Regions from separate parts of the Mus musculus genome. Here regions 2, 3 and 4 are each linked to region 1. Evidence: chromatin contacts called from public HiChIP or PLAC-seq data. All regions are on one chromosome and are shown on one strand. The core of a region is the stretch at or near the end of the contact, and the rest is flanking DNA. Distances in the headings are between cores, read along the strand shown.

Evidence for each region. HiChIP or PLAC-seq counts read pairs in DNA pulled down with a chosen protein or histone mark.
Region 2: a contact with region 1 is called in an H3K4me3 HiChIP or PLAC-seq map of embryonic basal ganglia, with 3 times the contacts expected there. The contact joins the promoter of Uri1 here to the promoter of Zfp536 in region 1. A contact is called at or near these places in 4 of 39 promoter capture datasets (the 3T3-L1 cell line, cranial neural crest, hippocampal neurons and 1 more), 5 of 484 Hi-C or Micro-C datasets (cortical neurons, embryonic fibroblasts, embryonic stem cells and 1 more) and 9 of 115 datasets of contacts at active chromatin or transcription factors (cardiomyocytes, embryonic basal ganglia, embryonic brain and 6 more).
Region 3: a contact with region 1 is called in an H3K4me3 HiChIP or PLAC-seq map of craniofacial prominence, with 4 times the contacts expected there. The contact joins the enhancer-like site here to the promoter of Zfp536 in region 1. A contact is called at or near these places in 11 of 39 promoter capture datasets (the 3T3-L1 cell line, the C10 cell line, cranial neural crest and 7 more), 2 of 484 Hi-C or Micro-C datasets (ganglionic eminence and nephron progenitors), 15 of 115 datasets of contacts at active chromatin or transcription factors (craniofacial prominence, embryonic basal ganglia, embryonic forebrain and 8 more) and 2 of 9 other capture datasets (adipose tissue and pancreatic islet).
Region 4: a contact with region 1 is called in an H3K4me3 HiChIP or PLAC-seq map of forebrain, with 2.3 times the contacts expected there. The contact joins the enhancer-like site here to the promoter of Zfp536 in region 1. A contact is called at or near these places in 15 of 39 promoter capture datasets (the 3T3-L1 cell line, the C10 cell line, HPC-7-derived erythroid cells and 8 more), 9 of 484 Hi-C or Micro-C datasets (cerebral cortex, cortical neurons, embryonic fibroblasts and 4 more), 11 of 115 datasets of contacts at active chromatin or transcription factors (VIP interneurons, embryonic basal ganglia, embryonic forebrain and 6 more) and 2 of 9 other capture datasets (adipose tissue and liver).

The regions. Positions count from the first base shown.
Region 1 is chr7:37,766,778-37,771,704 of GRCm38.p6, forward strand. It overlaps Zfp536 (zinc finger protein 536), which reads right to left and starts at 2,975. Exons shown (of 6, transcript NM_172385.2): 1 at 2,819-2,975.
Region 2 is chr7:38,017,339-38,022,265 of GRCm38.p6, forward strand. Uri1 (URI1, prefoldin-like chaperone) reads right to left here and starts at 2,214. Exons shown (of 11, transcript NM_011274.5): 1 at 1,772-2,214. The coding sequence starts at 1,882.
Region 3 is chr7:37,578,098-37,583,024 of GRCm38.p6, forward strand. All of the region lies in intron 3 of Zfp536 (zinc finger protein 536), which reads right to left. Among named protein-coding and RNA genes, the nearest start is that of 4930505M18Rik, 89 kb to the right of the region's middle. Within about 2 kb of position 2,669, at least 4 of the 459 cell types and tissues checked have an H3K27ac peak or open chromatin away from gene starts, as enhancers often do. A contact at or near this core is called in craniofacial prominence, where this site is marked.
Region 4 is chr7:37,914,544-37,919,470 of GRCm38.p6, forward strand. No RefSeq gene overlaps it. Among named protein-coding and RNA genes, the nearest start is that of Gm22302, 93 kb to the left of the region's middle. Within about 2 kb of position 2,723, at least 17 of the 459 cell types and tissues checked have an H3K27ac peak or open chromatin away from gene starts, as enhancers often do. A contact at or near this core is called in VIP interneurons, cerebral cortex, cortical neurons and 2 more, where this site is marked.

The DNA of each region.
Region 1 (4,927 bases), core at 1,725-4,224:
ACACTAATAGTTCAGACACTTTACCAACATGAGAGACTTTATTCTATTTTTTTTCCTCTAAAATGCAGCCTCTACAACCAGAGAGAAGGTATCAGATATAAAGGGAAGATGTTCTTCTACACAGTCTAAGACCTTACCTGGAGACAACATGAAGCTGATCTCAGCACTCCATGACTTTTGGTCCCAGCAGGTAGGCTGAGGAGAGGGCATTTCTGTCCTCTGCATGGCCCCAAAATGACCTACTGGAAACTCACTGATGATTTAAATTTGCATCAAGCCTCACTTTAAATAATGTTAAGAACAAAATGCAAGCTGATATTTCAGCTTACTTAAAAGGCTTATTAAAAACACTAAATCTAAAGATTTTAAAAAGCTGTAATTGTCCTCATTGAAACTAGAAAAATAAATCTAGTTTGCTTTCTTCTTTTATGTTCCCCTTCTTTAAAAAAAAAAAAAACAAATTCATCTATATTCTCACAAGCATCATTGCTGTCTTTTTTTCCCCTTTCCATTCAAGGCACTTTAAAAACACCTGTGCCATTCATAGGCAACTTTTGAGCAAAAGGCAGTCAAGCTTGGGGAAGGCTGTTTAACTGATTTCCTGATGTCAGAGACAAGCTCATCTTGCTCTAAAAGTAAGATGGAGTTTGGAGCTCACGAAGAAGGCTTGCGGATTTTATGGGTCTGAGCTGATGAAATTTCCTGGCTTACCTGAGGCAGAAGAGACAACCTGATGGGTCAGCTTTTGGAGGCTCGGCAGACATTGCATACCCAAGCACTGCCTTCAGCTCCCCATGGGCAGATCCAACCAGTAGGGCCACATGTCTTGACCAGTTCCTATCTTTTCCCATAATGAAGGCTATTGGCCTCTGGCTTGGACCAACCCACCATGACAGTTTGCTCCATGCCTGCCCTGAGCCTTCCGTGAAGACAGCTCTGACCAGCAGTTAAATTGCTGAGTTGTAAGGATCTGAAGCCTGCTCAGAAGTTAAACACTCCAGGCATAGAACACAATGGGTTTTCAGAGCACTGGTCCAAGAGAATGCAAATGTATTGAAAGCGGTTTTTCTCCAGGTTTTACATAATTACCATTTATGTCTCCAGGAACTGTTTCCCCAGCCCAGTTTAGGGTGAAAGCGTTTTTTTAAAGACTTTCCCTGCAGATGACATATGAGGCACTAACCTTTTTTCATGTGCCCAGATGTTAAGTTCATTTTCATCACATTTATGCAAATTTCATTTGAACAGTAAATCAAAAGAAATCTTAAATCATCGTACACTATTTAAAAATCAACACTAAAGCCGGTTTACTCGCAGCTATCTCTAACATAAAGTCACAGCTAATGAGCTGAGCACCATAGTTCCTTTTCCCATACAATGGCTATAACAAGACCTGAGGTCCTCCACATCCTCCACATGGGAGCATTGCTACCCGTTCACTCTCAAGAGTCCAGTTTCCTCAGATTAACGATGCTCTGTACATCAAAGCCTTCCAAAAGTTTTCCAAACTTTGGGAAATCGGGGGACCCTCAGTCCAGGAGTCTGACAACCACATTAAGTGTCTATGTTAGGCCCTCCAATGCAAAACCTGGGCTCAGTGGCCATGCTTTCAGAAGCTGACTCTTTGTTGGTCAGGTTGGGGTGGGGGATGCTAATTCCTAGGGCGCCGTGTCCTGATTGTCGGGGAGCTGGGCAGAGTGCTATCATTACCAACAACTCAGCCAGGCGGGTAATGGTGAGATCAAGAGACATTTGCACCGCTATCAGGATGACATCATAGCTAAAGCAGCCTTCAGCCAAAGCCCTAGGCTCTCTTAGAGTAGAGGCCAAAGGGCTATGGGGGGAGGTGCCCCCCCCCCGCAACTCCCAGAGCTGGAAGCTGAGTCTCAGGCCCCTGCCATGCAGGGTGGTGGGCCTTGCCCACAGCCAAGTTCCCAGGCAGGCCCAGAAATGGGAAAGACAGCTGGAGTCTTCTCCAACGCAATCTACTTTCCCCCTCCATCCTGCTCACTGCAAATAATACTACTAATAATAACATAGTATGCATTTTTTTCAACAATTTGAAATTGTGAAGCCATTTCCCTGACCAGGGTGGAGCCGGCATGCCATGCCCGCAGCTACATCTCTGCTGTAGAATTGATAGCATTTCCAACCGAATTGTCAATCTGTTGGTGGTGACCCTCTCTTAGGCAAAACAGCTCTCACTCCATTTTTTTCAAGCAATAGAAACAGAGGACGCTGAAGGGGAAGGCAGACTGGAAAGGAAGCCTTCCTACTCTTGTTTTGGTTGCTTTTCTTCCTTTTAAAGCCCAGCAAAACACAGGGGCGCACACGCGAGCGCACGCACACCCTGAGACACAAACCTTAGAATAATGGGGGAGGCATTTGGCGACAAACTGCATCAGCGGCGCGGCGCGACAGGCAACCAACCCCGCTCACTCGCAGCTCAGCTCTCCAAGCCGCGGCAGCGACGGTGGCGGTGGCGGCGGCGACAGAGACCCGTCACCCTCCCAAAGAACCCCTATGCTCAACTCTCAACTGTGTCCCCAAGATCTCCTCTTCAGGCTCGCCTCAACTATGCGCGTGGCCCAGTCACCTCACCTCGCCGGAAAAGTGGAGAGACAGGGTTGGGAGTTGTGTTTAAAAAAAAAAAAAAAAACAGCAAAAAAACAAAACAAAACAAAAAGTTCCTCGAACATCCAGCCCAGCAGATGCAATTCTCCCGCCCGCTGCACACTCTCCCCGAGCCGGCCGGGCACTCGCCCCCAGCACTGCGCCCTCACCTCGGGGCGCGCGGAGGGCACCGCAGGGCACTTACTTGGCACTTGCTTTTGAGTGTGCAGGTCGTCGCGGTTTTCACTTGGGTTTTCAAATAAGTTTCAGGGAGGAAGGAGGCAAAAAAAAAAATCCAATTATGCAAATGGACTCCGGCCGGGGGAGGCGCGCGTTGAATCTGACGCTGCTACTGTATGAGTTCTTGGAGCAGCCCCGGCCCGGCAGATTTATGGGGGCGCGTCACGGCTACGCCAGGTCCCGCCGCCGGAGCATCTCGAAGTTAATTAAAGCGGTAATGTCCACTTTCCTGGCGACCCTCCGTGCGTGGGTTTACTATTTCACCCTCCAACACGACCCAGGAGGGGACACTGATGTGCCCCCCACGCCCCTCTTCTTTCTCTCTTCTTCCCCCTCTTCTGCCTCTCTCTTTCTCTCCCTCCTTTTTCCTCTCTTTAAGTCGCCTGCTTTGCACTCAGTGAACAATGAACAAAGATGTGAGTGATGGGGAAAGATCGCCCCCCTCCCAGCCCAAGCAGTGAGCGAAGCTGGTCTCAAAGTCAAAATCCAGTTGTTAAAAACTGAGAAAGAAAACCAGGGTCTCCACGCTAAGCTCCCTTTCTACACACACGTACACACGCACGCACACATATGAGCAAGCACACCCCACCCCAAGTTCACCTAAGCCCTGCCTGGAGACCTAGGGACCGTGGGGGAAAAGCCAAGGCCCCGGCGCGCGGGGATGCCCAACTCGCGGTGGACACGAGGGGACAGCAGGGACAGGGGAGCTGTGCTCGCTCCGGCCAAGATCATTTCCCGCGCCCCTCCCAGTCTACTGCCCCCACCACTACCCACCGGCCCCCTCCCAACGTCTACACCGAGAGGCCTGGCCCCACGGCCCCGCTCCGGCTGCAGCCGGCCGGATGCGCTCAGCAAACGCGGCCCCTGTCGGATTTCTGCTAAACTGCAGAGCGGCGGCGGCGACTGCCCAGAGAAGCGCAGGAGGAACCCAAGGCCAGCTCGGCGCGCACTCACCCTGCTAGCCCGCTAGTCCTAAAGCCGGTGCCCCGGGCCGCCCACCCGCGCGCACCTCAGAGGATGCACACGCACAGCGCGCTCGAGCCCCGCAGGCAGGGACCGCACGTAGCCGCCGTTATTTTCCGCTCAAGTGAAAACTAAGGCGGCTGACGAATCACGTCTCCTGCGAGGCACCCGTTAGACAAAACAATATCCTGCAAACAAAACCCGGCCACCGCTGCCACCCGCGCGCCAGGCCGGGACCCCGCCCTGCTCCTCCCAGGCCCCAGCCCCTGGCTTCTGCCCGCACCGACCCCAGCCTTCCAGGCTTGCATCCTTCCAGGAAAGAACTCGGGGACTTGAGTGTGCGCTCACCAAGAGGCGGACAAACAGGAAGGACTCACAAACCGGGAGTGAAAAATGGGGGCCACTTAACTTTCCACCTGTCCCTAGAGAAACCTTGCGGGGAATTTTCTCCGAAGAGTTGGTCTCTCTCTCTCTCTCTCTCTCTCTCTCTCTCTCTCTCTCTCTCTCTCTCTCTCCTTTTCTCTCTCTAACTTCCACAGCGCTAATTTCCACCTTCCCTCACTTCTCATACCTTCATGTATGTGGAGATAATCTATATTGTAATTGTTTGCAAAATTGCAACAGATGGGAGCATCGAGATCTGGACACTTCTACTTCTCAAAGAAAACCCTCTTTTTATTTTTATTTTTATATTATTATATTTTTGCCTAAAATACATCTCAAGTCCCGCCTACGACTGTTTTCCTTAATTCATCTTCAAATTTAAAATAAAAATGCCTTGAAGCAAACAGAAAGGCTTATTAGCGACGTTCATTCTCGCTCCAGCCTTGGGTTGGGCTGAGGATGAGCCCCCGCCCCCCCGCCCGCAGGAAAAAAAAATCTTGCTCTTCCCAGGACCACCCCCCAGTGGCCCCCTCTCCTCGATGTTACCCCACCCCCGCCCCCCTCCACACACACACTCGGCCGCACTCCTTCACTCTGATTGGCCTCACGTTTCCAGCTCGGGACTAGCCGGCTCATTTCCCTCCATAACCTGTTACTTATTTATTTATTTCTGTGTCTCAGGCCCCCGCGGGCCCCCGGGACCTGGGCCGGACTGGGGCAGGTGCTG
Region 2 (4,927 bases), core at 964-3,463, 250 kb after region 1:
GCCACAGGTAATCCCACCTACTTAGAAGGCTGAGTTTAGAGGCTTACAGCTTTAAGTCCAGGCTGGGCTACAATGGGAGTTCAAGGCCAGCTTGGGCAACTTAAAAAGAACATGTTTCAAAAATTAAAAAGTTGACTGATAATATAGCTCTCCTAGAACCATAATAAATAAAAATATAAATCAATAAAAGCAAATACGTCTTGTGATTTAAATTAAACTAGGTTAACTTTTAAACTCTCATCTTTAAGAACAAGTTTAAAATCCAACAGTTGTATTATGTATTAGGGAAAAACGGGGAAAAATATATATATATATAAAGCAGCAGCAGCAGGAGCTAACCAAAGTATGAAAGACTCCTACAATCTGTTAACAGGTGGTTTCTAAGCCAAAAGGGATTTCTTGGGACCTAGGAAAAACTTTCATATAGTTAACCTCAGCAATTTTTCTAACCACATTTCATGAAAAGTTTTACATAGGTATATGAATAAAAAGGAGTTTGGGTTTCATAGCAAAAATTCAAGCTTACATGAAATAGGAGCTCCCAAGATCCACCCTTAACTGAGGAGCTACTGGAAGTTGACAACAGCTAAGGGACAAAGACTGACACATGGGATTTGTGGTGCCCGTGCTCCTTGGATGGTTCTATCTAACACATATGGGCAAGCACTAGCTGGACTGAGATATTTAAAAAAAAAAAAAAAAAAAAAAAGGACATGAAGTTGGAAGGGGGATGTGTGGGAGGGAAAGGGAGTTAAGTTGAAGGGACGAAATAGATTTAACTGACTGCATGTACAATTCTCCAGGAGTAAATTCCAAATAAATAACATAAAGTTTACACGCAAAAATATTTAAATATAGAAAAATAGAGCTTCTCAAATGTTTATGCAACTTCCTAAACCTTTATTAATACCTCACTCTGGCAACAGGACATGTGACGTTTAAGCAAATTAAATGTCGCTTTTCAAAGAATTTCAAGGCACGTCAGGAGAATCAACTTGAAAACCTACAGAATCCACAGGACAATTTCACATTTAACAATCGAGCTGTAGTTCTTAACTACATAACATTTCCTTATAAAAAAAAATATATAATAATTCCCATTCGGAGATTCTAAGCATTCTCCTCTCCTCTGGTAGATCAAAAAAAAAAAAAAAAAGTGGGGAAAGCCTTGTTTAATAAAGGCTTGAAGTTAAAATTTAACAAAGGCCTTCTCTCTTGTCGACTACTAAACCTAAGAGCTGGATTGCACAGGAAGTGCATCATCACCAACGTAGTCAAACTTGGACGCTCAATCAAATAAGGATATCTCGTGTGTGTGTGTGTGTGTGTGTGTGTGTGTGTGTGTGTGTGTGTGCGCACGCGCGCATTGTACCAACGTTTAGATAATAAATAGCTAAGGGGTAAAAAGAGTGACCACTTCTGTTCACAGTGTAATCCCCGAACCAAAAAGGAAAAAAAAAAAAACACGTATTTTTATTTAGTCCCAACAATTGCTCTCTCAGTTCAGGGTCAACCGATTATCCTATCCCCTGCATCCTCTGTATTCCCCACATCCCCGCATCCCTTCCGGGGAAGGTCAAAGGGCCACCGACAAAAGACAACAAATGCACGTGACAAAAGTTTCTCCCGTGGTCCCCGCGGCCCGAGGCTGCGCAGCTCGCGCGTGGGGATCTCGGTTTCACGCAGAGGGCTGGCCGCATTAGAGGTTGCTCAGAGTGTCGCGGCCACATGCGGAAGCCGGCCAGGGCCGGAACCAAGCGCGGCCTGTTACCTTTTCCTGCTCCTCGCGAAGCCGCGCCACCTCTGGTGCGCGCAGCGGAGCGGCGGCTGAGGCCTCTGCAAGGGGCTGGGGCTCGGGCTCGGGTTCGGACGGGGGCTCCATGCCCGGCGCCGCAGCCTCAGCGAGGCGAACAAGTCCTAAACAAGTGTTTATGGAGACGGCGTGGCCGGCGGATGCCCAGCGCCCGCGCGCTCGCCCTCATGCACTGCACGCCTCTCTCTGAAGAGGCCGCGCTCACTTTCGCCGCTGCCCCGGGGGCCGCCGCTCGCGTCCGGGCTACCCGCGGCCGCATCTCACACGCGCATACCGCCGCCGCCGCCGCCGCCGCCGCCTCGGAGCAGCAGGCCCTACACCAGGCGCGCCACGCTCTTCTCCCGCAACCGGGCCCAGCTTAGCGTCCCGCGACTGCCGCGCCTCCGCGCACGCCCCGCCCCTCGCCCCGCCCGCGCAGCACGCCGGGAAGCTCTCAAGCTCCGCCCTAGGGGGCGGGGCTATGGCGGGGACAGGGCCTCCGGGTGGGGTGGAGGCTGAGCCGCTCAGGACCCCTGCACAGGATGAGAGGCGGCGGGATAGTGGGTCCCAATTCGCTTGGCGCTGCCTGTGGTGGTAGGAACTTAATATGAGCACTGAGACTGTTTCATAAGCTCATTTAATTTTATCAAATTCAGCTGTTTCCCATGCCTTTTAATGAACTAATGTGGTTTAATGAGCTAAAATGCACAATATACAACTATATTTTTGCGTATGTATTAATTACTGTACACATTACAATTTTCCTTACATATATTAAGCTGCAGTATTAATATTACTATGTTACTACGTATGCACTGTGTAGCACATTTTTCAACAACAGCTGCTGCCCTATCCCATGTATTTTATAATTCTGGTGTTTTGTTTAACAGTGGGGACCAAATGCATGGCTTTGGACTTGCTAGACAAGCACTCTACCAACTGAGCTAAATCCCCATCCCTGTTCCACTCAGTATTTTAAAAATTGGAAGCTGGAGCAGGGAGCACACCTTTAATCCCCAACAGTTTGAAGGCAGAGGCAGGAGGGTATCTGTGAGTTTGAAGCCAGCCTGGTCCACATAGCAAGTTCCAGGCCAGCCTGAGCTGAATAAATCTCTTGGACTCACTTCCTCCCCCTAGCCCTTTGTGCAGCCTCTGTTTGTGGCAGTCCTCTAGTCTACCTTGTGGCCTTGTCCTAACTCTATCCCAAGCCCGGACAATAGGCATAGATCCTATTACCTCAGTATTGTGTGTATAGGAACAGGCTGGCAGGCACCTGCAGAATTCTGGCCCTCTGTGGGTCTGTTTGCCCCTATCTTCCACTTCTGTTCCAGCTCCCAAGTCCACATCCATCCTTTGATCACTTGCATCAAGAAAGAAAAAGCAGGGACGATTGGGGAAGATGGTAAATATGAATTTCTCTCCCTGCAGATGCAGCAACCTCTGAAACACAGTCAAACTCTGAGCACTCATCTTGCCTCCCGCCAATAGCAGCATCCCTGACTCCTAGGGCACCGCAGAAGCTACTTCTCTAGTGCTGGGCTTTGAATATGAACTGACCCCATGTGTTTCAATACTTGGTCCCTAACAGGTAGTACTAATTTGGAAGGATACTTAAAAATTAGGATGTACCAGGCAGTGGTGGCTCACACCTTTAATCCCAGAATCTGGAAGGCAGAGGCAGGCAGATCTCTGAGTTTGAGGCCAGCCTGGTCTACAGAGTGAGTTCCAGGACATCCAAGGCTACACAAAAAAACCCTGTCTTGAAAAGTGAGGGGGTGGGGAATTTAGTATGTCGTTTAGAATGTAGAACCTAAGTGGAGGAAGTCGGTCAGTGGGGTAAGTCTTTGGTATAGCATCCCTGGATACTACCTGTCACTCTCTGCCTCTTGTTCAGCTGTGAAGTAAACTGAGGCAGGCCATGCCTCCCTGCCATAATACACTGAATCCTCTGGAATGGCATTCCCTACAGAAAGTGATCTAGGATAGATTTGTTTATGTTTGAGTGCATTTTTAGACATGTATCAAGCAAAAGCAAAAGAACATGTAGCAAGAAGCAGATAGAGAACAAAATAAATCAGGCCCTTACGACGTCTAGCAGAACTATCTAGGGTAACCAGAGCGGGAAAGCAAGCAAGAATAAAATCAGCAGCAAACAGCAGACAGATAACATCAACTTGAGCACTTACAACATGCCCCAGAAAGACTGGGCTGAGTCTGTCCAAAAGGCTGGAGCTCTGTTTGGGATGTTTCCAGCTAGAGCAGAGAGTTCACCCCACCAATGAGCTTCCTATTTCTCCTCCCCACCTCGGGCAGTCACAGGATAGACGATAGTAACTTCCATTAGAAACGGTTCGCCTTCTATCTGTCCTCAAGGGTGCTATTATAGCTGTTTGTTCTTTCTCCCTGTCACAGAAGCACAGAGGCCAGCCTGCCCCAAGAAAGTGTCTCCAAGGACATGAGTGATAAACTTGGGTGAATCTGAGGTAGGGAGAGTCTGTCCTGCTCTCAGCAAGCAGCACATGCAGTTTACCAACAGCACTTACAGGACAAATGGTGAGCCAACTACAGGACAATGGTAACGTCTCCTCCCTTACATTGTTTCTGTCAGTCACAGCAACCCAAAAGTAAAATATATATCTGGTGTGGCTTGCCACTCCACCCCTGAAATGTCCAAGGACAGCTCCTTACCCTCCACTCCTCTTTGATGGGATTAGCCCCAGATCACCACAGACCCTGTGCTACAGAAGGCTGGCCCCCAATCCCAGCTCCAGTCTACGGATATGAATTTGTATCTAAAGTGGTTGCTATAAAGAGGGCACATCACGCTATACAAATACAGGCTTTTGGAGGCTTCAAAGAAAGTTCTCCTTCGTTCTATCAATACCTCCTTAAAGAATCCAACCCTTGAGAGAGCAAGTAGGCATGTATGTTTTAGGCAGCTCTTCTTGTCAGGGGAAGGCATGACAGAGTTCATGGCAGCAGAAGCATGGGATAGGATCTTCACATCTCTACAGATCAAGAAGCAGAGAAACGGATGCTACCTTCCAGCTGGCTTCTGACTTTCTCCCTTTTCATCCAGTCTAGAACCCCAATCCATAGGACTCTTAGTACAGATCTCTCAGTTAAACCTCTCTG
Region 3 (4,927 bases), core at 1,419-3,918, 190 kb before region 1:
TTTTCATTTCACCTCAGATTGGATTCAGCCTAAAGCTAGATACACTGGAAACTGTCAACATGTCCTGTTGACCAAAGGAGGACTAGTTCTGAAGAGGTTGGCCCAAGCAGATTTGTTCACAGGGCACTTATAAAAGACAAGAGATCAGATGTGTACCGTCTCTTAAACACGTGTCATTGTTGCTGAATGAACACCTGTGCATATCCTAAGTGTCCCCCTGATTGTAACAGCAGGCAAAACCAAAGTCCTTTTAGGCCATTGGGTGCCCAGTTCAACATGCTTAGCCCCTGCTACCCAGTGGATCACCAGGCTGAGCTGGCATGGCCTTTGCTGAGCTGATAGGAGACTGAAGGAGGTCATTGATGGAAAAGTTCCTAGAAGGGGACGTGGCACAGAGCAGGTACATTGCAAAAGCTACAGCTGTTAATCTCTTCCTCCTCTTCCTCCTCCTCTTCCTCACCCCCCCCCCCGAGCATCTCCTCCTCTTGTTTCTCTCCTCCCACTCCTCCTCTTCCTCCTCCAATATACATCTTGCATCTCAACATGTCAGGGATGTGACCTCTTTACAGCCACCTTTCCCTCTGCACTGAGCCACACATTCCAGAACTCTAACAGTCACAAGCATACATGGTTTCCAAGGGGTTAATATGGTCACCTCCTTTATTTTTGAAAGCCATTTTTCAACTAATGAGAAAAAGTTGAACACCTCCATTTGAAACCTAGACAAAAGCTATGGGACCAGGCAATTCACAAGAGACATGGAGTTTGGCTAATGACCATAAAAATGTCACTCCAGACTAGAAAGCAAAGAGCCTCAAAACAAAGGCCATTTACAATCGCCATGTTGAGGATCACACTCAGACTTTAAAGTTCCCCTCACAGAGTCACACACACCCAGGGTAGATCTGGGAAGAAGGAATGTGGCTTCTGACAGTAGGCCAAGGACCCATGACACTGTCTTCCCTGAGACACAATGAGGACTTACAGGAACCGTACTATTTCTTCCAAAATCAGAATATCTGAGTTGTTAAGGTCATACCAAGGAAGATATACTACTAAGGTGACCACTTGAAAGTTCTCCCAAGTATATGGTGAAATCACAGGTAGCAAAGGAGGTTCTGACGTCAGAACACAGGGTCTTGTATTTTCTACTTTTCTCAGAGCAGCCTGTAAGAAAGCACGTGGCACTCCTTCTCAGGAAACTATCCTTCTGGGGTTCATGCTACTGCAGAACACCCAGAACCTCTCCCAGCCCCCAACATCATGCTTCTCCAATATCCACAAAATGTCTCCATTTAATCTTGGTAGTCAAAGATCAAAAGCCAACACTTTTCCTGATGTTCATCTAAACAGAGTTCATGTCAAAGACTCCCAGAAAATAACCTCTCTTGTCACCAGCCAGTTCTACTTCCCGTCCCTCTTTCCTACATTCTTTTCTGCCTGGGGAACACTTGTCATGAATGGTAGCGATGTGTATCCCTTCCTCAGAGATGGTCCCTGGGGAGCTTAGACAAAAGTAGTGGAGCTGGAGGAGTCTCAGAGACTACCTAGCTCCTAGTCACTTTAAATGCTGTTTACATGTAGGTGATCTGAGGTCAGAAGCTGGGATAGCACATCTAAGTTACAGTAGGTAACTACAGAGTTAGTAGCCATGTGCATGTATCAACCACTTCCATTAGTTAATTCCTAGATACTCAGAAATACTAAGAGATGCTAAGTAAATGAAGAGATGGTGGAAAGATGAGTGGCTGTGGGTATAAGTGGATAGATAGGTGGATGGATGAACAAATGAAAAGGTGACTGGGTGGATGGATGGATGGATGGATGGATGGATGGATGGATGGATGGATGGATGGACGGACGGACAGATGATTATGTGGGTTGATAGATGGATAAATTAATGGGAGAGTAGATGAATGAGTGGATGGATGGAGGATGGATGGATGGACGGAGGATAGATGGATGGAGGATGGATGGGTGGATGAATGGATGGATGGATGGATGGATGGATGGATGGATGGATGGATGGATGGACAGATGATTATGTGGGTTGGTAGATGGGTAGATTAATGGGAGAGTAGATGGATGAGTGGATGGATGGATGGATGGATGGATGGATGGATGGATGGATGGATGGGTAGAGGGATAGAAGGATGGTTAGGTGGATGGATGAATGAACAGATGGATAAAGGAAGCCTTGCTGTAACAGGGAGAGACGGATGTCCATTCACAGATGCTGGTGAATTTACTTCTCACCTCTCAGCTACAAAAATATATCCGCAGCACACCTCCCTCTACTGGATTTCAAGCTCATCAACTTTCTTTCCTCAGAATTCTTTCTCTAGATAACATTTAGGCCCTTGGTCCTATGACGTCCTGTGAGTAGTGACTCACAGGGTTTAAGAAATCAGTTCATCCATCTCCTGCTGTCTCCCTGGACCTCTGCAGAGACCAGAGGTGATGTGTATGTTCATAAAACAGCCTCAAACCTCTGAGTCCCCATCATCCTCTGGCATGTGACTCTCCCAGGATGCACTAAGACGATACCAATGGACCTAGGATTGAAGATATTCCAAAGACAGGTTCTTCAAGTTGTCCCTGCAGATACCCCATCTGGAAGCCCAGCTCAGGAGGCTGGCCAGAATATTTCCCTTGTTCTCTGGCGTGTTTGCTTTGTATCATGTTACAGTAGACTGATGTGATGTAATGTGACAACCCCCGACCCATGAACTACACGAGTCAGAATACCCCATAAATTTAAAGAGATACAGTTCCTTTTCAGAAAAGGCTAATTGTAAACAGCAGAAATCTTAATGCTGTTAAAGTCGATAGCAGGTTTTTATTAATCAGGGTATTTTGTAACTCAAGTTCTTCATATGCCTCGGGCAGCCAATCTCTATCTGTTTGTTGCTTCTTTGGGAGATGCAAAAATACTGCCAAGTGGATCACCTTTGTGGGGTTCCCAGGTCACACTTGGCTGGCACTAGGTACTGGCTATGACACCCCCCCACACACACAGAGTTCTGGTGGGAGGAAGTTTATCACTAAAATCAACCCCCTACATGGGAAAGCTCTCTGGAAACACCATCCCAGACTCCACACTCCTGGCCATGTCTGGGATTTTCTGTATATGAGTGTCCACAGCAATGGTGGGCACAGTAAACTGAATGCTGGTTCCTTAGCCAACTGCAGGGGACTAAACAGGCCCTCACTCCCCCACCCCAGTTGTATGCCAGAGAGCCTGCATAGTCTTCTCCCTTCCCCTCAACCCCACAGCTAAACCAAACAGAGTTCCCAGGTTGACTGTTGAATCAGTTGCTGATAGTCAAAAAATTCCATTGCCCTGCCTTAAGCAATTGGGTCAGCGCTCAGCACGTGACCTAATTCATGCCAACAGGAGAAAAAAACTAAGGGAGTTGCAAGGTTCCATCGCTCCAAGTGAGATCTGGAGCTACAGCAGCCATTTAAATATATATATATATATATATATATATATATATATATATATATATATATATATATATATATATATATGTGTGTGTGTGTGTGTGTGTGTGTGTGTGTGTGTGTGTGTGTGTGTGTGTGTGTGTGTGTGTCTACTGTGGTCTCCACAGTGATGTGCAGCACTGGAGTTCAGAGCCACTGCTGGGGAACTAAAGGAGATAAGTTGCCTTCTTGTTAGCATAATTTGAAGTTCTAGGTCAAATGGTACCTGAAGCTGATACCTACATACTACATACTCATATAAATCGGCACAGCCCGTTGGTAGTCTCGGGTTGGTTGGATATTCTGCCACGCAGAAGTAGTGGGGCTATGGAGTTCTGATGGATTAATATAGGAAGCAGTCAAGTCCCACTCTGCTGTCTGTCCTCTCCCTACCCCCATCTCACTGCCCTCTTTGAACTCCATCTCTTTCACTGTGCTCATACAAACCCAGCACAGCTTGAGCACAGGAGTCTCTGTGCCCACTCTGAGGGGTCCAGCCATGTGCTACCATGGGTTTTTCCAAATGCTTCTGGTTTATAACATGGTAAAGGAAATGGTATACCTTGCCCTGCATGCCTGGGCCAGAGAAGACACAAACAACAAGTGTTAAGAATACATTGCTCCAGGCTGGAGAGATGCTCCAACATTTAAGAGTGCTTGCTGCTCTTCTAGAGGGCCAGAATTCCCAGCACTCACATTGGGCTGCTCATAACCACTTGTAACTCCAGCTCAGAGGAGGCAGTGCCCCCTTTGACTTCCACAAGCACTGCCCTTGCATGCACATACCCACCCACAAACACCATTTTAAACTTAAACTGGCTTGCCATTAGCCACAGGATCTGAACCCCACAGCAGAGTATTCTTCTCAGGATCTCACTTCAAAGACTGCTGCTGGTGCCGCTGGTGTCCAACAGTCCCTCTGGAGTCTATAACAGTCTCCCTGATCAGAACATGTCGATCTTACTCCCCTTCCCCATCTGAGGTAATGTCTTCAGATCTCTAACCAGATCTCTGCCCTGGCTTCCCTAGACACAAAAGATGGCCCTGCTGTCCACTCTAAATGTATACAGGCAAGTGAACGTGCCCCTTGAGTTTTGCCTGTGCACAGGTGTTCCAGGTACCTCTTGAGTCTCCTGCCACTGTGCACTATAAAGAATGCTTTCTTGTTTCTCTCTCTCTCTCTCTCTCTCTCTCTCTCTCTCTCTCTCTCTCTCTCTCTCTCTCTCTCTCTCTCTCTCTCTCTCTCTCTTGTACAGTAAGGTCAATAAAGGCCATGGGTGCACTCAGAGGGCTGGAACCTGCTCAGTGCTCTGCTCTCAGTTCAGGCTATGTGTGAAAGACTAAGAACAAGTGGCTTGGAACACATAGAAATTAAAAGGAGGGATAAAAATGAGCTGCAGTCAAGCCCCATGACCAGAAGCTATGGTCTCACACCAGCATC
Region 4 (4,927 bases), core at 1,473-3,972, 150 kb after region 1:
AATATATATTTTATGATAAATATACAAATATATGGTAGTGGATGGATGGATGGACTGGAGTGGATGGATGGATGGATGGATGGATGGATGGATACATGTTTGGGTGGGTGGATGGGATGGGATGGATGGATGGATGGATGGATGGATGGATGGATGGATGGATGGATGGATGGAATGGATGATGGATGGATGGATGGAAGGATGGATGGGTGGATGGGTGGATGGAGTAAATGGTGATATGGGTAGATGGATAGTGTAGTGAATAGAAAAAGATGATAGAGTGGTGGATTGGGTGGGTAGATAAATGAACAGACACATGGATGGGTGGACAGGAAAACAGGTAACATGAGTTGGTGATCTCAGTCCCACTCCTCTTCCAAGCCTGGTTTGTTTCCACCCACTACTCTGTGACTCACAGAATAAAGCCAGTGACATTTCAGACCTTGCTGATCAGGCCCCACCTGTTTGATTTTCCTCTGCCTACTCTCATGCAGGATCAGACTCCCTCTCTCTCTGCTGACCCGGCTGGATCATCCTCACCACCTCCAATCCACTTTCACAGATCCACACACTGTGACCATTACCATCCTAGAAGGTTCTCCGGACCAGTCCTCCCCACACCCCTGCACCCTGTTCCATGGTGGGTATCTTATCTCCTGCCCATGGTGAGGTGAATATTTGAGGCCACCACACCATGCTTGCCTAAATTATCAGGAAGTAACTTAGGAAACCTCAGAATCCAGGTTTAAAATTCAACGTACAGGAGCCAAGTTACTGGCAGGTTGTTGGGCTCAAACGGGTGATGACATAAAGTTCTCACCACCCTCACCCGGGAGCTCCAGGCCCCACAAGCTAGGTGATCAAGTGCAGATCTAATCCCCCCTCTTCTCCGTTCCTAATCTCATGTACATGACTAGAAGCTTCTGCAGGATGAGGAAAGGGCAGAGAGGTCAGGGGGCACACTCCTCCCAGGGTCTAGCTGGGGACTGTGTAGTGGCTTAGGCTTCCAACCCCCAAGTTGCTAAGCTGCAGGGAACAGTGAACAGCCTAGAGCTGTTCATCAAAAGCCTTGAAGCATCGGTAGTCCGTCTAAGCCAATGTTGCCCATGGCTGGTTCTGCATGATGAATGGAACACAGGGTGACGGAGGGCCAAGTGGTACCTCTAACTACCGATCTTGCCAGTGTTAGATGGTTTTATGTCAACTTGACACAAGCTAAAGCCATTTGAGGGGAGGAACCCCCAGTTGAGAAAATGCCTCCCTAAGATCTGGCTGTAGGGCATTTTCTTAACTAGTGATCGATGAGGTGTGTGATTGTGTGTAGGGCCACTCCTGGGCAGGTGGTCCTGGGTTCTATAAGAAAGCAGGTTGAGCAAGAGATGAGGAGCAAGCCAATAAGCAGCACCCCTCCATGGCCTCTGCATCAGCTCCTGCCTCCAGGTTCCTGCCCTGTTTGATTTCCTGTCTTGACTTCTTAGATGATGAACAGTATGAGTATATGGATATAAATATATATGAATATATGGAGGTGTGAGCCAAAGAAACCCTATCCTCCCAAGTTGCTTTTGGTCATGGTGTTTCACCATAGCAACAGCAAACCCTAACTAAGACATTACCCATGGTCATCACTGGCAAGGAAGTTACCTGGATCCTCTAAGGCCAAGGTCCAGACCTCTGAGTATCTCACATCTTCATAGCAGCCACACGGCCACACCTGGCCTCCAGGTGTTCTGTGGCAGATGGTACAGTGTGCAGCTGCAGAGCTGAGACATAGCCGTACCACTTCACCTTGTCCCTCTGCCCAAGCCTGCTGGCCTTCCTGGGGAAGACTCATTTCCATATCACACAGACTGTGATCTCTGTGACCTTTTGGGCACATTTACTCCTGGCACGCTGACCAAATGACAGGTCCCCCCTCCGAGACGCCCCAGTCAATGCCCAATATCCACAAAGCTCCTGACCCAACAGAGCCACTTGCCTCCTCCCCCAATCGGGGAACCACCTTCACCATCTGCTTCCTGTACCTACATCCCCCAGCCCCTCCTGACTGTGGCTCTGGAAGACAGATATCTGATCTTAGGGTCCTGACACCCACAGACAGAGTGGGCTCTGTGCAGCCTTGCTGGGTACAGGGGGCCCCCATCAGCTCTGCAGTTGTACACCTGTACTTGAACGTGTGAGCAGAGAAGCCACTGTTTCCCCCTGAAAGAGCCCAGGGTCGCCGGGTCATAGCCTCTGCATTCCCCACCCCCTACCAGGACCCTGCACAGCCTGCCATCCTGCCTCCTGGGGAGCATCTGGGCACAGTGGGCTTGGCGGGCCCTCAGCTTCCCAGGCGGATGTGATGGCAAATAGCAGGCACTTGGCATCGGGTCGGGATTTCTGAGCATAACAGAAATGTCAGGCGGGTTTTAATGAAAGGCTGTGTGCTTCTGGGGATTGACAGGCCAACACACAATCCGGATTTTCAGATGGCTTGTTCTCAGGGCTCTTGGCACAGGCGCCTGAGCTGAGGGGAGCCCCCCGAATGTTCCAGGGGGCAGGGCCATCTCCCCCAACTTGCAGAAGTAGCTACCATCAATTGACAGGCTCCCCTTCCCGTCTCTGGCCACAGTGCTGAGCCCTAATTTAGAAACCAAATTCTTTCTCATCCTAACCCGCAGCAATTGGATGCTTGCCTTTTGCCTACACTTCGTGAGCAACGTGTGGCAGAGGAGGCGGCGTCCCCTCCATTGACGTCAGGAGGGCTGCTGGGAGCACAGTGGCCACCCTAGGCAGGTGCCACAGGGCCAGGTGCCCTGTGGGGACGGGGTGGCTGCTGCTGTGACAATTGGTCCCTAAAAGGAAATCTTGTTGCCTAGCTCCAAGGGTCACAAAACCCTGACAGAAGGGGAAGGTGAGGGGAAAGGCTGGAGAAGGGCCAGTTACCCTCAGCAGAGGGTAGTAGATGAACATACATGTGACAGGTTTGCATGACCCAAGGTGCCTCACTCTGTAGTGAGGGCTGCTTAGGGGCTGGGTAGCTGCAAGTGCCAGAGCTGGTGCTGACTGAGCCAGACAAGTAAGACTAGAATGAGCACTGGACAGGCAGGCTGGAGAGACCAGGGTTATCCATCTCTTCACTACTATCCCTTTTATATCCCCTCTCTTCTGATGACACTGCCCCATCCCTGCTTCTAGGAGTTCAGCATCTGCCCAGGAAGCAAAAAACAGTCACTTTTTGTCATAGATTTCCTTAGCAAATCAGTTTCAAGAATTTTGGGGGCTCCCGATTTTAGGGGTTTCTGTATGTGGGTGCTTGGTTGTGTCGCTGTAGGCCTGGGTATAGAACTGAGCATCATGACAGAGAGGCCTGATGGAGGAGAGACGCCATTCAGTAGAAAGAAAGACAGAAAGGGACCAGGGATAAGATGTACTCTCCATAGACGCCCCGCCCCCGTGACCTATTTCCTCCAACCAGGCCCCACCTCCTAACAGTCCACTGAGCACCTAACTCAACTTAGGGTCTATCCATGGTGACGTTGGCGCCCTTCACGATGGAACCACTTCTAGGAAGCACCATGAGCGGTGGAGCCTTTTGCAGAGACACATCATATTCAAATGACAACAACCACTAAGGGGAGTGAACCTGGCAGTGTGGACAATACGGGAATGATGGCTTCTCCAGACTCCGCTGGGCTTTGAAGAAGCCTGGCGCTCTCACATGGGAGCTGCTATTCAGGGGGATCCCAACCTCCATCGAGACTTTTATCTCAGGCTCCTTATTCAGACCTCCAAGACAGGTGGACCCTGTCTCCCTGGCTAAACTAGGGGCATGTCTGGGCAGCCCCAGTAGAGAGAGGTGATCCAAGGTCTCAAAGCAGGCTGGGTATGCCTCCTTGTTATCCTATCTTTCCCTGAAAGCAACTAGCTGTGAGGTACCTCACTCCAAATCCCTTCCTCTGGTAGACTGAATCTGGGAACCCATACCCAGGTGCCCTGAGCTTCTGGGCTGAGAGGAAAGCCAGTTTTCCTAGGAGCAATCTGAAACGGCTGCCTGAAAGAAACTAGTGGGTTAGGTTAATACGAGAGCCATAGGCAAGTAGGCAGGTCCAGTACAGGCTCTCTGTGCTGAACAGGACAGGGATAGGTCCTCCAGAGACCCTGGTTGCTAAGCAGGTGAGCACAGGCATACCCTTCTTCAGGCCAGGAGAGGTCATTGATACGGCGAGGACAGACAGCAGAAACATGCACCCTGAGGGTTGCAGGAGGAGTCTAAGCTGGCAACGAGAAATGGGAGCCAAGAATTGGCTCCAGGTGGATTGGGAAGGCATTCTGCAGAGGACATGTCCATGGTCACCAGAGACGGCTGGGTGTGTAGGGTCTGAGCCTCTGGTCACACCAACACTCTCAGCTCCACTCCCACCCTCACTGGGTCTTGTATGAAATACATGCCTGTCACTCCGCCATTCCAGACTCTTCCCTGACCCTGCTCTCTCTCTGGCCACTTGGCCACTGGGCCATTTTCAGCTCCTCGAAGGCACTGGGCTTCCTCCCAGGCTGCTCTAGTTGCCAGCGCTGCTCTGGGTCCCTGTGGCTGGCTCCTCTGCTCAGATGTCGCTCTAGCAGAAAGCCCCGCCCCTCCCGTTCCGGTTCTCTCTGTTCTCTAGCATCCATTCCTAGACCACCACCCTGTGGGGGTCCCCTGAGACTCAGCTCCATTCTAGGGAGTTTATGCTTTTTTTGTTTGATTTTATGTTTACTCTCCTCTGTGTGTCCCCCGCCGCCGACCCCTGCTTGATTGACCACGATGACTTGGGAAATCCAGAGCGCTGTGATTCCTAAGACAGGGCTAGCCTGGCACAACGGAGGCATTTTAGCAATGCAGGCAGAAGGACGGAACTGACTGAACGGCTCCAACATATTCACATTGGCCTCTCCAAAACAC